Regions from separate parts of the Mus musculus genome. Here region 1 is linked to region 2. The links are chromatin contacts, called in public promoter capture Hi-C maps. All regions are on one chromosome and are shown on one strand. The core of a region is the stretch at or near the end of the contact, and the rest is flanking DNA. Distances in the headings are between cores, read along the strand shown. Region 1 holds the start of Ugt1a6b (UDP glucuronosyltransferase 1 family, polypeptide A6B). Region 2 holds the start of Sag (S-antigen, retina and pineal gland (arrestin)).

Evidence for each region. Promoter capture Hi-C pulls out the DNA fragments that hold promoters and counts their contacts.
Region 1: a contact with region 2 is called in a promoter capture Hi-C map of pre-B cells, with 4 times the contacts expected there. The contact joins the promoter of Ugt1a6b here to the promoter of Sag in region 2. A contact is called at or near these places in 4 of 39 promoter capture datasets (3T3-L1-derived adipocytes, erythroid cells, hematopoietic stem and progenitor cells and 1 more) and 2 of 9 other capture datasets (liver and macrophages).

Annotation. Positions count from the first base shown.
Region 1 is chr1:88,101,951-88,104,749 of GRCm38.p6, forward strand. It overlaps Ugt1a6b (UDP glucuronosyltransferase 1 family, polypeptide A6B), which reads left to right and starts at 1,307. Exons shown (of 6, transcript NM_201410.3): 1 at 1,307-1,428. The region is part of intron 1 of Ugt1a10 (UDP glycosyltransferase 1 family, polypeptide A10); the gene reads left to right. The region is part of intron 1 of Ugt1a9 (UDP glucuronosyltransferase 1 family, polypeptide A9); the gene reads left to right. All of the region lies in intron 1 of Ugt1a8 (UDP glucuronosyltransferase 1 family, polypeptide A8), which reads left to right. It also overlaps Ugt1a7c.
Region 2 is chr1:87,802,159-87,805,252 of GRCm38.p6, forward strand. It overlaps Sag (S-antigen, retina and pineal gland (arrestin)), which reads left to right and starts at 1,522. Exons shown (of 16, transcript NM_009118.2): 1 at 1,522-1,854.

The DNA.
Region 1 (2,799 bases), core at 57-2,556, 300 kb after region 2:
AATGCAAGACACCCTGAGCCTGTATCCTCGCCCTTGACTGGACTGAGTCTCCTGCAGCAGTTCTTTAGGGATAAAACATAGAAGTGCCAGGCATGCCACATTCCCTTTTCTGGTGCCCGGTACAGAAACACTCCTGACACCTGCACACCCCTCTCTCTGTGTGTGTGTGTGCGCGCACACACACACACACACACACACACACACACACACACACCAGTCTAAGAAGCAGTAGAGTCAAATCTCATGAACAAAGCTTGCAAGGCACCCTCTGGTGATGCTCTGACAGAACCTTGCTGTCCTCTCCTGCCCTCTTCCTAATTTCAACCTATGACCCCATGGACTTGCTGGAAATAATGAGCCTACCCCTGTCAGTACCCAGGTGAACCTGATGGTTTTCCTAGGAAGGGCCCTGACCTCGGTAAATTGTGTGTCTGTCATAAAGAATCCGAGGCTACATTTCCTCTTGCTTCCCCCAATCCATGCCAGCTTGCTTAAATACATTCTCCAGAAATCTTTTGCTCAGCTGCTCAGCAAGGACATAGGTACAGTGTGCTTCCTTTGTGAGCCTCTGAGGAGTGGTTTCTCATTGCTGTGAGCCAGGTTGGCAGCATCCTCTCTTGTCTCTTTTCATTCTGAGTCAAAAACCCTGATGATGTCCCAGAAGCCAGAGATCTCAAACTGGACCAGTGCCTCAGTGCAATGAACATTTACAAGTGAAGATGTGTGGACAGAGAGACATACTCTGGGATACACTGTGACAGCATTACAGCTTCTACCATGAGATATTTTCTATGCTTTTTGTTTTTGTTTTGCCTGCTTGTTCATGTGTTAAAGGCAAATGGCAGATATGACGGGGATGGTTGATGAGTGGGACTGGGGAGCACAATATGAAACCCACAAAGAATCAACTAAAAGTAAACAAACTAAAAAATAAATAAACATCAACACCCTATCCCCACACTGCTGATGCTCCACTCCAGCTTGGACTGAGTGGAGTCTATTTAAGCCTTAAAGAAAGAACTTTCATCTTGGCTATGTTCCTGCTTGCCTTTTGGGGTGGCCCCTTCAGTCTTGCTTTCCTGAGTCTCAGCTCACTGTGGTGCCAAGATTAAGGCAAGCCCTGGCATGTAGGCTCAAATGTGCATATATGTGACAAGGTCTAGGTGAGCCAGTTTTTTGATGCAAAGAACAACTTCTCCCTGGGCAGCCTGATTTCAACATCCATAACTCCCTGGCCCGCCCTCAGCAGTGATTAACAAACAGAACAAATGTAACCCTCCCTCTTTGGTGGTGGTTAGGAAACCCAGAATTCAGATGCTGGCTGATGGTGGCTGACTGGAAACCGACTTCCAGATTTCTTACTCTTGCTCAAGGGCCCTCATCACGTGCTACCTAGAGGCACAGGTCTCTAACCTTACTATCTGACAGGCAAGTAACAGATTATGTGTGGTGAGAGAGTAATACAGAATTTGAAAGATAAGGGCTTTTGTCTTCCTGTGCAGAGCTTCCCAAATGCCTGTTGATTTCATGAGGGGTGGGAGGGAAACCTGTGCTGTTTGTTTGTGATAAGCTGTTGTACTGTTTTCTTAAAGCTTATGCTTAAGGGGCAACTTTTGGAAAGTTTGTAAGGATGGGGTCTGGAACCAGCTTTGAGATTAGAGGGAAGGGCAGAGAAAGGGATTGAAGTTAGGGTTGATTACTGATCAACGGTAATTTAATCAATCAGCCCATCCCCTGTATTTCATGATGCGGCCCCTATGAAAGCACAGAGGGATTGGGTTGGGGAGCTGCCAGGTTGCTGAAGGTGTGGAGGATAGGTTGCACCAAGAACACAGAGCGGCCATGTCTCTCCCCCAAGCTCTTGGCATTTCTCCACTGCTGTCTTGTTGCACTATGGGTGCTGCTGCTATAATGAACCTCTGACTGAGTGATTTAGTTCTCTGAGTGGTTTGAGCAGAGCTGCTCTGAGGCTGAGTAAAAGAGCCTCTGGTCTGTAGCCAACTCTGCTAAGTGGTTGACTTGACTCATACATGCCTGGTAACACAAGAGCTGTGTGAGTGAAAGTGTGCAGAAGGAAAGGGTCGTTGGTTTTTCCCTTATACACATGTGGAAGGGTCAGCAACCAGCTCCTCCCTCAAAAGGGAGCTGGTTCTGTGCTTGTCTTTCCTGGAGTGACCTTTTACTATTTCATTGAAAATGAGGCACAAGGATAAAATGGACAGGCAGTCCCAATGCAAGTTCACTCACATACAATCTGGTACTCGGAACCTCCTGTATGCTGGACACTGATCTGCATGCTGCAGACTCAATAGAGAGGAACACTGGGTGTGGTAGGGTGGGACATTAGAACACTGATTGGCCACACCTGCACATGCTACTGGTAGTTGGGAGAGAGGCATAAATATACAGAAGGTGAGGATAGCAAGGAAGGGAAGGAGGCCCAGGGCCACATTCTGGGCTGCTGGACCATGGGCTCACTAGGGAAGGTGTCACGGATGGGACACTAGCAGCACTTTAAAGGAAGCAGGTGATCAGAGCTGACATCGTATTTATTATGCATATCATCTAGGGGGAGCTTCTTAGGGATTCTATGGCTATAAAGAGACACCATGACCACAGCAACTTGTAGAAAGGAAAACAGGCAATTGGGGCTGGCTTACATTTGAGAGCTTTAGTCCATTATGGTCGGGGGGTGGGGGGGTGGGAAGCATGGCATCAGGCAGGCAGACATGGTACTGGAGAAAAAGCCAGGAATTCTACATCTGGATTGGCAGGCAGCAGGGAGGGGGAGACACATTG
Region 2 (3,094 bases), core at 272-2,771:
TTTAATTCCAGCACCCAGGAGGCAGAAGCGAATGGACTCTGAGTAAAAGACCAGCCTGGTCTATGTAGGGAGTTCCAGGCTAGCCAGAGTGACATAGTGAGGCCTGACTCAAGAAAAAGAAAAGAAAAAGTTTTGACTCAAAGGCTAAGATGGAAGGATTTTGAGTTATAAGCTAACCAAAGGTATGTAAGCATGACTCTATCTCAAAGTAATGAATTCAAATAAGAAGTTTTCCCTTGGAAATTAAAAGCTTTGGCAATTTTAGGTAAAACTAAATAAAGGGGACACAGAAGAGAGCTTTTGGGGGACAGAGATTGAAATAGAATGAAGTACAGTGACAGATGTGTGGAAATACTATCATGAAATCCATCGCCATGGTAAACATGCTTCACTAAACCATCAGCTGTTACTGCTGCGGCCCAGAGACTTGACTTTCTAAGTGTGTGGGATCTCAAGTACTCTTGGTTTTATGGTTGGGAACGGAGAAGAAGAAGGAGGAAGAAGAGGAGCAGCAGCAGCAGCAACAGCAAAAGTGAAAACAAAACAACAACAACAACAACAACAACAAAAAACAGGTTTACTAAAAGCAAAGGAGAACAGCAGACCAAACGGTTGGTTGATGGGCAGAGTGGTGAGGAATAATAACCTGGCAGGCATTATTCAGACTGGATGGAAAGCCAGCAGATTTGGGGACAAATGCTAACACCCTCACTCCAGATATCACAATAAGCCTTTTGTTGCTACTGTTTTATTGCTAGAGTGATGCCCACTGTCAGTAGCTATAGCATCCCAATCATTCCGAGTGTGTTTGGGAGCGTGGCTTACTCCTCACTAAGTGAGGGCAACACAGAGTGGTGGATACTCTGCCTCACAGGCCCAGAGTCTAATAAGGAAACAGAACTGCTAGTAAGGATGAATGGCAATTGTGCCTCTGGCCTAGGCCTGTGCCTGGGGGGACTTCCCTGAGGCAATGACACTTGGTCAAACTTGGTAGAAGGTAGAAGGCTCACTTATGTTCCAAGATGTCTGTCTCCATGCAAGAGTGACAGGACCTCCCCCAGCAGGGGAATCATCAGGTCAGGGTTAAGAAAGTCTGTACTGGGTATAGAGAAGGGCCTGGGATGTAGAGATAGATGCCCATCGGGTGATGGAGTTATTACCGCCTGGGGAAGCCTAGCTGGCGTGTAGACCCATACTGAACGTGTAAAGACAAGGAAAGATACAGAGGGCCCAACAGAACTCTTGGTGTGTAGGGTGAAGGTAAGGGCCACGTGCAGCCCAGCCCTGGGCTGACCTTTCTCCTTGACCTTTTTCTTTATATAACACCCTAATGCTGCTGAGCTTAATCAGGCCTGTCAGTCGAACATACCCCTTCCTGATGATGGTGAAGAGCGAAAGGATAAGCCATCTATTTCCAGAACCTAAAGAGGTTTAGGATTAAAAAAAAAAAAAAAAAAACAAGAAACAAAAGCTTTCAATTAGCTATTCCTCTCTTTGCACCTTGCCCAGGCCAGCTGGATGGCTCGTGCATCTTTGGGACCCTCTGAGAAGATTGGAGCTCCCAGCTAATGCTAGAACTGCTGAAGTGGGCAATCTGCCATCTCGATAATCCAATCAGCTCCCTGCTCCTCAAATCTGATTTGGTTTTTAGACACTGAGACCTAACAGCTGGGCACAGATCCCTACAAATTCCCCCCCCGGGGCAGCCAGGGGCCTCACCCTTGCCCTGTGGGGTTATCTGATAGGATTGCACCAGGTCCCTCAGAGCGTGGGCTGGCTGCTCACTGTCGAAAAGCACAGGTACCCTCTCGTGACTTCTCTGGCCAGCTCAACTGGGTGGTGACAAATTACAAGGTAAGTGAGCAGCAAACCCAGGCATTCTCAGAAACCAGAGTGGACATGGGGTGGGAGTCTGGGGGTGGGACAACAAGGACAGACATGCGCTTCTGCATGTTTGCTGGGGTTCGCTACCTCTGACTGCCACAGGTTTTGCTTGGAAAGGAAACTTGGAGGGCATTTAGTCCCAAACCATGAGATGGCTTTGCCTATCTGCCAGTCTGAGAGGAAACAGATATGCTGAGTGGAAAGAAAGGCCTGCTTGGTGGAACTAGGGCTCTCATGTGCCTCTGACAGCTGCTTTTGGGGAGCAGTCATACGGCATATTTCAGGAATATTTTCTGTGTGCTTACCATAAGCCACAGAAAAGCCAGGTGTGGTGGTACACAGATGTGATCCCAGCACTAGGCAGGAGGATTGCCAGTTTGAGGCCAACCTGGGCTACATAATGAGACAGGAGGAGGAAGAGGAGGGAAAAAAATCTAGTTATGATAGAATTGTTTGATTTTGTTTGAGACAGAGTCTTACTGAATCACCCTGGCTGCCCTGGAACTCACTTTGTAGTCCAGGCTGGCCTCAAACTTTGCAATCCTAACTCTGCCCCTGGCACGACAGAATTTTAGATACAGCCTTACAAGTACATGACACCAACATTTAATCAAAAAAGACAAAACGCCATTAGGATCTACCTGGTGAAGTTTACTGAAATGCCTGAAGCTTACCAAGAAAGACAAAACATACCAAAATATACAATGGGCCCGGCATGGTGATACACACCTTTGATCCCAGCACTTGGGAGGTGGACTTAGGTAGATCTCTATGAGTTTGAGGCTAGTCTGGTCTGCACAGTGAGTTTCAAGCCAGCCATTTGAGACCCCATTTGGGTGGAGCGGGGAACTGGGGCTGGAGAAATGACTCAGCAGTTATAAGTGCTTGCTGTTCTCCCAAAAGACACGAGTTCAGTTCCCAGCACCCAGGTCAGGTTATAACTCCAGCTTCAAGAGATCCAACACCCTCTTCTGGTCTCTGCAGGCATCTGTACACATGTGGCGCGCACACACACACACACACACACACACACACACACACACATAAAAAAAAAAAACTAAGTATTTTTTAGCTGCACACTACAGTAAAGTACAACTGATCAGTGCTGGTTTGATCATGGATGGATACTGGAACATGTGGGAGGAAATGTCCAAAGGAGGAAGTCACAGGAGTGGGCTTTGTGTCCAGAGCATGGGTAACTTGATGTGTG